Linked DNA regions of Mus musculus: region 1 is linked to region 2. The links are chromatin contacts, called in public promoter capture Hi-C maps. All regions are on one chromosome and are shown on one strand. Each heading gives the region's core, a stretch centred on a gene start, on an enhancer-like site or on the middle of the called end of the contact. The rest is flanking DNA. Distances are from core to core; before and after follow the strand shown.

Region 1 (5,038 bases), core at 170-2,669, 390 kb before region 2:
AAAAAATAAAGTAAATGGTTATTAAAGGTTCTAAAATAAGTCAATTTTGACTCTCCTCTTTTCACAAAATTCCACACCAAGTTGTTCTAATCAGACGAAGCTTCTTCAGAAAACTTGAGGTTACAATGCTGAAGGCAGAGCAAGGAATTGGTCGCCTAGGTTATGGTTGGTTTTTGTTGTTTTGCTTTTGTTGTTTTTTTTTTTTTTTTGTTTTCTCTCCTGAGATTCCAGTAAGAAGCCAAAGAGTCACCCTCACTGCCTATGTGAGATCAGGATGAGGCACCCCTAAACTGCCTTAGCTGAAACCATCCTTTTGTTGGAATCCCTGGCTCCTTGTAGGGCTGGGGGAATCGACCTGAATTCACAGCCTTAGCTCTGGACTGCAGCAGGGGACGCTACTTATTCTGCTGACTCTCAGAATGACGTCACCCCAAGGACAGGCCCAGACAAAGTCGGGATGCAGGCTCGTACCGGATTCCGGGTCCTGCGCACAAAGCGTGCCTTGGCGGTCGGTCGTAGAGGGGCAGCTGGCCACGAGTCCCCAGTATGAACGTTTAAGTCCCTATTCCTTCCCACCTCTCTGGATTTCGAAAACTAGTTCAGCTCGCTAGCCCGGGTTAGCAACCACTCGTGACGCACCAGGGGACTTTTTCCCTCTCAAGGTCACGTCCTTGCGAAACCTGGACAGCCACTGCGGGTAACCCGTGCTGCAGCCCCGCCCGCTCCCAAGGTCTGGTGGGGCGGGGCATCCGAGCATGGGCCCCGCCCTCCCAGGCTTGCCCATCAGAGGGCGCTGAAGCTCCAGCGCTGGACCAGTGCCACCGCAACCTATCTTATCGTCCCCGCCAGGAAGCAGGCTCCAGCATGGCGGCGCGGGGGCGGCTGCCTGGCCCGGAAAGGCCCGGGGCACGCCTGAGCCGGAAATCTTAGTCACGCACCTGAAGTCGCTGGAAGGCTAGCTGCCCTGGTCAAAGGACAGCCTGCCAAAAGTCCCTCTGGAGAGGGTCCTTCAGTGACCTACTCACCTGACTGACCCTGGAGTCAGGAGGGTGGATAATAAGCCAGTCTGACACAGCACATAAAGGGTTGGCCCAGGATTTCTTCTGCTGTGCTTCTCAACAGACTCGCTGCCCTAATACTCCAAAATGCACGTTCCAGGAGCTGCATGTGAAATCGCCACTCTCTGTGGCCTCCAAAAATAGAGCTGTAGGCCCATCTGCCTTGCCCAAGGAAAAGACCCAAACTCAATGCAGCAGGGAACTGCCAAGTATCAAATCAATGTCCCAGTCTCAAAGAGGCCTCTGAAACAATGGTTGATGGCGCTGACACATGCTAAGAGGTGAAAGAGGTCCTGGGACAGGTTTCCTAAGCCACCAGCAGCACGGCCAGACAACAGTTGAAATCAGTAGTTATGGACCTAAGGAGCTAGAGGCTTTAGAATAAAATGTTAGGGGGAAGAAAGGAATTGTTCTGATCTGTGATCAGAAGGACTAGGATAAGAGGAATTGGGCAGAGTCCCAGGAGTGAAGGGTTAGTCAGTCCATAGCAGAATTGCTGCATTTTGGCAAGTCCGTTCTGAAAGCTGAAAGTGAGGTGACCTTCAATGGGTAGTCTTCGGCACACAGGGCAACAATGCAGTGCAGCAGATTTGTCCTTTTCTTTGTTGATTTAGCTGGAAGCTGTCAGTTAAAATAATCTCATCTGATCTCTTCCTCCATTCTCTGGCCTGTAACTTAATTTAGAGAGTTTCAGAATTCTCTTATCACAGGTATTCAAGGCAGGCAAAAGATCCCGGAACATCTGATTTCAGAAGACAAGCCATCGAAGATACCTGAGTCTGTGCAATGTTGAGCCACCAGGCAACTGAGTCTCTGCTGATGACCTGTCAGAAAAACAAATGCTGGGAGAGGCTTGGGCCTCCCTGCTGCTCTCAGATAGGCACCTTTTGCCACTTAGAAAATTAGTGTTTGACAGACATACACGAGGCTAGAGCTTGAAGCTGACCAGCAAAGAAAAGATACAAAGGCTTCCACTTTCCACCTGTCAAAGGAATGGATCTAGGGACAAAGAAGTCTGTCGGGCCTGAGATGGGATGGGATCTTCCACCCCACAAAACCCCTGAGGCGTCTATTTGAAAAAATGGGTGAGCTTTAAAACATTTTCCTCACCTGGACTTGAATTTAAAATCCTGTTAGGTTTGAGAGTCGCCTTTCCTGGATACATGTGGCTACCGTTCCTCGTGAAAGAACCCTCTCCTTACAGCAAATGGAGGCTACCACAGAAAACCACAACTGGAGCAATAGATTCTAGGGAGCTCAGGCCCAATGGATACACCTACACCACCACTCCTGCATCTATGACTCAGGGAGCATCGATGAAGAGAAGGAAGTCTGCTGTGAAATGGTCTCTCCTACAAATGACTGCATAAACAAACCAGAACAAAGGTAATATCACAGACATGTTCTCAGGGAAGGGGAAATCCACCAGGCCCCATCCTTAGGCAAAGAGCTACCTACAGGCAACTAATGGCTTTGGGAAAGATGACTAGCCTCTCCCAGTAATGAGCATCCTTAATTGGTTGTCTAATGCAGAATGGTCAGCCTTGAACACACATACACACACACACACACACACACACACATCACCAACAAAAATGGACTGAGCAGGTTGGATATGTGTGTGTGTGTGTGTGTGCACACGCGCGTGCATATTTCATACTCACATGCACACAAATATGTATGTAACAATAAATAAAATATGCTATCTACTTAGGAGTATACGAGGACATAGGAGGGCATCAGGGAAGGGTAGCTGGAAAGTGCTAGAGGGAGGAAAGTGGTATGATTCTATTTCAATTATAAACATAGTTTGAAGTAAAATTAAAATATATATAACATTATAGAGAGTATATCATTGGTGGTACGACTAACAATGCATAACTAAAAGCCCGCACACAAGAGGCTGAAGCAGAAGAACTGTATTTGAAGCCACCCTGGATTATATGTGACTCTCTTCCCTTCTCTTCTCTTCTCTTTTCTTCTCTTGTCTTCTCTTGTCTTCTCTTGTCTCCTCTTCTCTCCTCTCCTCTCCTCTCCTCTCCTCTCCTCTCCTCTCCTCTCCTCTCCTCCCTGCTCCTCTCCCCTCCCCTCCCTTCCCTTCCCCGCTCCTCTCCTTAACCCTCCCCTCCCCTCCCCTCCCTTCTCTTCTCTTCTCTTCTCTTCTCTTCTCTTCTCTTCTCTTCTCTTCTCTTCTCTCTCTGTTATACACATTCATACATGCATGTACATTGTTATAAATATACATTATATATAAATGATTTTATGTTTCTAAAACGTGGAATGAAAAACAAAGATATATTGGGACAAAGAAGATGGCTGTGGAGAGAGGTAAAAGCAAAGCATGAGGCCCTGAGATCAAACCCTCAGCACCAACATTAAAAAAAAACAAACAAAAAAAAAAACCCCAGATACAGCTGCACATGACTGTAACCACAGCATTGAAACACAAGTGGATCCTGGGAGCTGCTTGCCCAGCCCACTTACCTGAACCCGCAGGTTTCCTGTTCAGTAAGAGATCTTTCCTAAGCAAAGCAACAAGGCTGAGAGCAATAGAGAAAAACATCAAACATCCTGCTCTGACCATTACTTCTGTGCACCAAGCATGTACTACACACAGACAACACACACAAATAAAAGAAATAAAAACTCTGTTACAGGGAACATAGACAATCTGGGGACCAGGGTCCCCTTATCTTAGGAAAGAATCGATTAGCATGCCTCATTTACATTTACATGTGTTCTAGGCATTGTCCTATGACTTTTTATAAATTGTAAAATGGCCAAAGGCTCACTCGGGAGGAATTTAGACTTCTCCACCTCCCCATTTGGCCAATTTGTAAATAAATCATCTTTCTTTTACCAATGTCTGTAGCCAGGCTTTTGGCCACTTTGTGGGTTCTTTTTTCTTCCACCCTTATTTCATCCTTTCAACCCCCCAACATTAGGTAGGAGTGAAAAAAGGATAGGAGGGAAAGGGGGCCATTATCAGTAGACTGCTTCCTGCTCACTGGGGTCAACAAGTTCCTTGGGGAAAGTTTGTTTGTCATCACCAGGATAGCTAATTCCTTCTCATTTTTTTTTGTTCATGATCACTTGAAAAACCACAATATACAACACCCAACAGCATCCAACCACCAACCACCCAGTCACACTATTGAGGCTCTAGCATATATACATCCTCTGAAAAGTCCCCAGAATTCCAAATGTGACACTCTCACAGAAACTATCCTCAGCTGGCAAAAACCTCACTCTTGCTTAGAGCATGAGGCAAATCATAGTCAACTGCTATGAAGCAGCCCCATATCCCACACCTGGAAAACATGGTCTCACAATATTTCTGTGTTTTTTAAAGAAACCAGAATTCTCACTACAAATGTCTGGGTCCTAGTTTATGTAGCCAGTAATGTAAGTTCTATCTCCTGGACCTACATTATGAAAGAAGATAACTCCTGCCATTGTTCTCTGGTCTCCAGAGTACACCCACACACATACACAATCAAATAAAAATGTTTAAATGTGTAAGTAAAGGAAATAGAAACAAAAGCATCAGGTTCATGAATGTGATGCTAACAGTGGCATCATCAAGAAGAATGACTGTACCAGGTGAGTAGTGGCTCACACAAGTAAACCCAGTGCTCCAGAGATTGAGGCTGGAAGATTATAATAGCTGTGGTCTGAGATCCCAGGATGCTTGTCCTAGACAAGGAGAAAGGAAGTCTGGAGAGAGAGAGAGAGAGAGAGAGAGAGAGAGAGAGAGAGAGAGAGAGAGAGAGGAAGAAGAAGAAGAAGAAGAAGAAGAAGAAGAAGAAGAAGAAGGAGGAGGAGGAGGAGGAGGAGGAGGAGGAGGAGGAGGAGGAGGAGGAGGAGGGGGGGGAGGGGGGGAGGGGAAGGGAGGGGAGACAGACAGACTCAATCAGTAGGTATGTTAGAAAGAAAGCCAGTGGGAAATTCCTAAAGTAGACAGGTTACCAAAGAGGAAC
Region 2 (4,999 bases), core at 815-3,314:
ATTATACAAAAAAAGAGAGATGCAAGGCTGGTGGGTTTTAAGGTTAAAAAAAAATTATTTCGAGTGCCTCTCCTACTAACAGAAACAAAAATATTACCAAAACCCCACAATTCCTTCATTTACAATCAACGACCCTCTGTGGCAATTACACACACCTGTAAACTGTGGCTGTGAAAATTCAATTAACGGTGTTAACTACAGAACTTTCAAAATAATTTAAGCACGTCGTATCTAAAAATCTTATCTTCCAGTCTCTGAAGAAATCCAAACAGAAACAAAACCCCCAGCTTCGCACCTGTTTAACTTAAATATTTCACAATGAATGAAAAACAAGCCATTTATCAAGCCTGCAGCCTCACATCACCAGCATCTCAAGGTTTTATCAGTTACAAACTTGCACATACTAGTATTTCCTTTCTTCGTCTTCGTTTTTTCCTCCTCCTTCAGGAACAGCTAAAAATACAAAGGTGGTCGGTCTACTGTCGCTTGGAAGCGATTTCGGCATCAAAACATCCTTCCGGGCCTTTGGCCCACCGTGAGCAGCCGGAGGGGGCGAGGGAGGTGTGGGGGAGCGATAACCGGCTCGGCCTTCTCAGGGCACTGGGCCGCTGAGCGACTGCGGGTTATCGCGGGAGGGCGGCGAGGAGGCCAACTCGTCCGCGGGCCTGATAGCCAGGCGTCGCCGGGGCCTAGCGCTCCCGCTCCAAATCACTCCACCTCAGTAATGGCGTTCGGTGTCAAGTGGAACAGGCCGAGGGCGTCCGCCGCCGGGTTAAGGGGCGCGCGAACCAACCGTCCCCGCCCCCGCCCGCGCCGTGCCCGCGCCCCCGCGCGCTCCCGACCGACCTCCCGCGCGGGTGGAGGGGCGGCACGGCGCGCCGGAGTCTCCATCCTCCTCCTTCTCCTCCTCCTCCTCCTCTCCACTCCCGTCAGGCAGGGAAGGGGGAGGAAGGGGGAGGGCCGGAGCCGTCAGCCATTTTCCCTGCCAGTCCAAAACACACACGCACACACAGCGCCACGCTCACTCACGGACACGGACACACGCTCGCGGGACGCCGGCCGCGCGCACCACGGAGGCTCGCGCGCGCCCGCGACGGCCGGGGCTCGGGGCGACCCCCAACCCCGGCAGCCAGGCCCCCAAGGGAGGACCGCTTACGCACACACACCCCCTCGCGCCGTCCTCCCCAGCCCTCCAGCCAGCCGGAGGCCCTGGGCGCCGCCGGGCTCGGTACTCACCAAACACAACCCGGGAGTCTCCTACGAAGCGGGCCACGCGGAGGCGGGAGACGAGATGCAAAAGCTCGATCCCGGGACCGGGCCTAACCTGGGAGCATCCCAAGCCGGGGGCTGGCGAGGGACAAAAATATGAGAGGCTGCGGATGGCGGGCGGGCTCGCGACGCGCGACGCGTACCGACCAGGGGTCTGGCCCTCACCCTGGCCGCCCTAGGGCAGCGGTGACCACGGCCGCCGCCTCCCTCTCGGCCGGCCGCAGCCCTCTTCCCCCTTCTCCCCTCAGGCTCGGGCGCTGAGCTCAGACAAGCTCCGGGCGGTGCGTTTCTCCTGCGTCACCTCCTCCTGCTCCTCCTCCTGCAGCGGCAGTTTCACCTTCCCCTAGTCGCCGCCTCTGTCCCCCCACTCCAGGCCTGCTCGCTTAGCTACCGCTCCTGTCCTCACTCCCGTCACCCACCCCAAGCCCTGGGGCGGTAAAGGCGGCCGCCTCCCTGGAGGGCGAGGCGGCGGCGGCCGACTCCCGCGAGGCCTGGGAGCCGGTGCAGGCAGGGAGGGGGTTCGCTGGGACAGGGAGGAGGGCCCCAATGGGCCGTTTACCGAGAGCTTGCGGCTCCGCCACCGGCGGACTCTAGCTTCCGCAGCCTTGGGTACCACAGCCTCGTCAATATGGCGAACCCAACAAATCAAGAAAGAAAAGAAAAGACAGAAAGAAAAAGAAAGAAAACCCGCACGGCCGGTGGTGGTGGCGGTGGCGGTGGCAGTGTCGGAGGCGGCGGCGACGGCGGCAGCAACAGCAGCGGCAGCGCAGACTCCCACTAGTCTCAGCACCGCCCAAGGCTCAGCGCTTCTCCGCCCCCATCAGGGCCCTCCCCCTCCAAGCCCCGCCCTCAGCGCCCGGCCCGGCCCCTCCCCTTGCCCAGCCCCCCTCTGGGCCAGCTGCCCCCTCTCCCTGTCCACCTCAGGCTGTTGAGGGAAAGAAAGGAAGAGCGCTGTGGGCCACTAGGGGGCCCAGACAAGGCCCCGTCGCCTGGAACACTGCGAGCTGGGTGGGGGAGGGGAAGACAATGCTAGGGAAAGATCGTACCATCGCTTCCGGACGGCCACTGCAGGGGGTCATGCGAGGGAGCCAGAGACCCTTACAAACCGTAGGGGACCGAACCGAGAGCTGACGAAGGACTCGGACCACTCCAAAGAGGAGGGTGGAGTGGGGGGAAGGGAGAGATCCGGCATGCGGCCTGGGCAAAGGGACTGACTGTCGGGAATGGCAGGGATGTGGACAGGAAAGGGTTAATAAGCACGCAAGCTGCAGCCGCGTCGCTAGTTTGACTAGGGCTGCTTGTTTTTGTTCCATTGTGAACCATGGCCCCACCATCCAGTGCCCGGATGGTGACGTCACCGGCCTCCCCCTTTTCCGGGATGGTTCGGAGGATTGGTTGGGGAGTGGGGGGGGGGGGTGACGGAAAGACTAGATTCCTGGGTCCCGGTGCTAGGCGTTTGCACCCGCCTTGCTTGAGGGTCTCGACTGCGCAGCTGACCCATGTCACGTGACACGAGGATAGGACAAGCCACAGAGCAGTGGTGCCAGGTCCTGAGGGTTTGGCCACCTGCACCCAGCCGATAGGGGGAAGGTGTGGCTTGAACTCCAGAGCGGGGTCGCGGGGGGTGGGGGGAGCTGCTTCCCACTCCACTTTGAGGGAGGCGCTTTAAGCAGCTCATTCACACGATCCTGCAGCATCAGTACCTAAAAGCATTTCGTCAGTCTTAAAGGCATAGTGACTGGGACTGAGAACATTTTGGACACCGGAATCCTTACAACAGTAAAGACAAAAAATTATACACCGTCCTAGACACCTTAGCTACTCAGTAATACTAAATGTAGCAAAATGAACTTCTATTGCCATATCATCAACACCATTCAGTGTGAGAACCTGGGAGGGACTTATGAACCCATCCGCTATGTCAGGGACTATTTTCTGCATATTGAGACTCCGAACTATAAGCTGCGGAGGAAGAACTTAACAGAGCAATCTCAAACGTTGTAGGTTTGAAACGATTCTATAATTTACCTAAAATTCACAAATGAAGAGAAAATGAATACAATTACTGATCGATATTTCATTTTGACTTAAAAATGCCTGTTGGCAGCAAATCTTTAAAAATCATTATAAAATACTATAAAGTTAATTACATTTCATATAGAATAGATGAACTTATGCTATAAGCAGTCATTTCTTTAAAAAATTTTTTTCTATTTATTTCATGTATGTGAGTACACTGTACCTGTCTTCAGACACAGCAGAAGAAGAAATTGGAACCCATTACAGATGGCTGTGAGCCACGGTGTGGTTGCTGGGGATTGAACTCAGGAGCTTTGGAAGAGCAATCAGTGCTCTTAACCGCTGAGCCATCTCTCCAGCCCAACACAGTCATTTCTAATAAAGGAATATTAAATGGAATCCCAAAGAATTTAGGGGACAGCATGTTGCCGGTGTAATTTTTTGAAACCATTTCTCTATACAGCACAAGACTGTTTTCACCACAAAACTAATAGCTTACCCTAAACACATTATTTATAGTCCTTATAACTCTTACCACATGCAATCTTATTTATATAATTACTTCCGTGCATGCTTTCCCTTGCTTATGGAGCCTCCAGAGAGAGCCTACCAACCATGTAACACTCTTAATTTGCTAAGTACATGGTATGGTGGGTTTATTTAATCCTCAGAACCCTCTGAAACAGACGGATAGGTATTTCTAGCCTTGACTTTAGATAGGAAAACAAAACGGTTAAATCATCAGTTTAAGATCAACAAGCCTGGTAAGCACATGTAGCTCTTTTAGCCATATCTAAAGTGCATCCTTAACAGAAATGTCCACAGTAGCCAATTCTATTCAGCATTATACTTGAGGTTCTAGTCAGAGAAGGAGAAGAAATGAAAGATACCCAGATAAGAAAGGAACAATTAAAACTTTCCTCACAAATAACATAATCTTACTCAGGGAAAACCTTAGGTAACCCAATATAAAAAAAAAAAACAATAAAACTAATACATGATTTTTAACAAGACTAAGGCTAGAGATTTGTCTACCTCCATTCATCCTCTCACAAAAAAGCTATCACATTATACCCTATAAATATGATTACTATGTGTCAATTTAAAATAACAATCTAACTCTTTTTAGACAACCTACAGAATGTTTTTTAAAGTCTCTGTAAATCATTTATCTAATAAGGAATTAACATCCACAATATTAACTTCAACTCAACAAACAGCAAAACAAAACCCTTCAATAAAGAAGTAAGCAAAAGGGTGACTTCTAGGACATCCAGGACTACACAGAAAAACTCTGCCCAAAGTACCAGCAAAACCAAAAATAAAACAAAACAAAAAAGCAAAAGAGGCTGGTGAGATGGCTCAGTAGGTAAAGGTGCTTGCTATGAAGCCTGACAACCTGAGTTTGATCCTTGGAGCCCACATGGTGGAAGAAGTAAATAGGCTCCTTCAAGTTGTCCTCTGAACTCTTGTAATGCATGTATGCATGCACACGTGCGCGCGCGCGCGCACACACACACACACACACACACACACACACTTTTTAAAATGTAAAAACTAAGCAAAGGGAAATGGGTAGAAGGCAGTTACAGTTGTCTGTTATCCCAGCACAGCAGAGGCAAAGGCAGAGGCCGAGGCCAGAGAGGCAGAGAGGCAGAGAGGCAGAGTCAGAGGCAGGACAATGTTCTGTTTAAGTCCAGCCTGGGTTATA

The links. Promoter capture Hi-C pulls out the DNA fragments that hold promoters and counts their contacts.
Region 1: a promoter capture Hi-C map of erythroid cells shows a contact between it and region 2, with 134 times the contacts expected there. The contact joins the promoter of Nyx here to the promoter of Usp9x in region 2. A contact is called at or near these places in 1 of 39 promoter capture datasets (erythroid cells), 1 of 484 Hi-C or Micro-C datasets (cerebellum), 1 of 115 datasets of contacts at active chromatin or transcription factors (memory CD8 T cells) and 1 of 9 other capture datasets (liver).

The regions. Positions count from the first base shown.
Region 1 is chrX:13,457,471-13,462,508 of GRCm38.p6, reverse strand. It overlaps Nyx (nyctalopin), which reads right to left and starts at 1,419. Exons shown (of 4, transcript NM_173415.5): 1 at 1,026-1,419.
Region 2 is chrX:13,068,563-13,073,561 of GRCm38.p6, reverse strand. It overlaps Usp9x (ubiquitin specific peptidase 9, X chromosome), which reads right to left and starts at 2,064. Exons shown (of 45, transcript NM_009481.2): 1 at 1,829-2,064.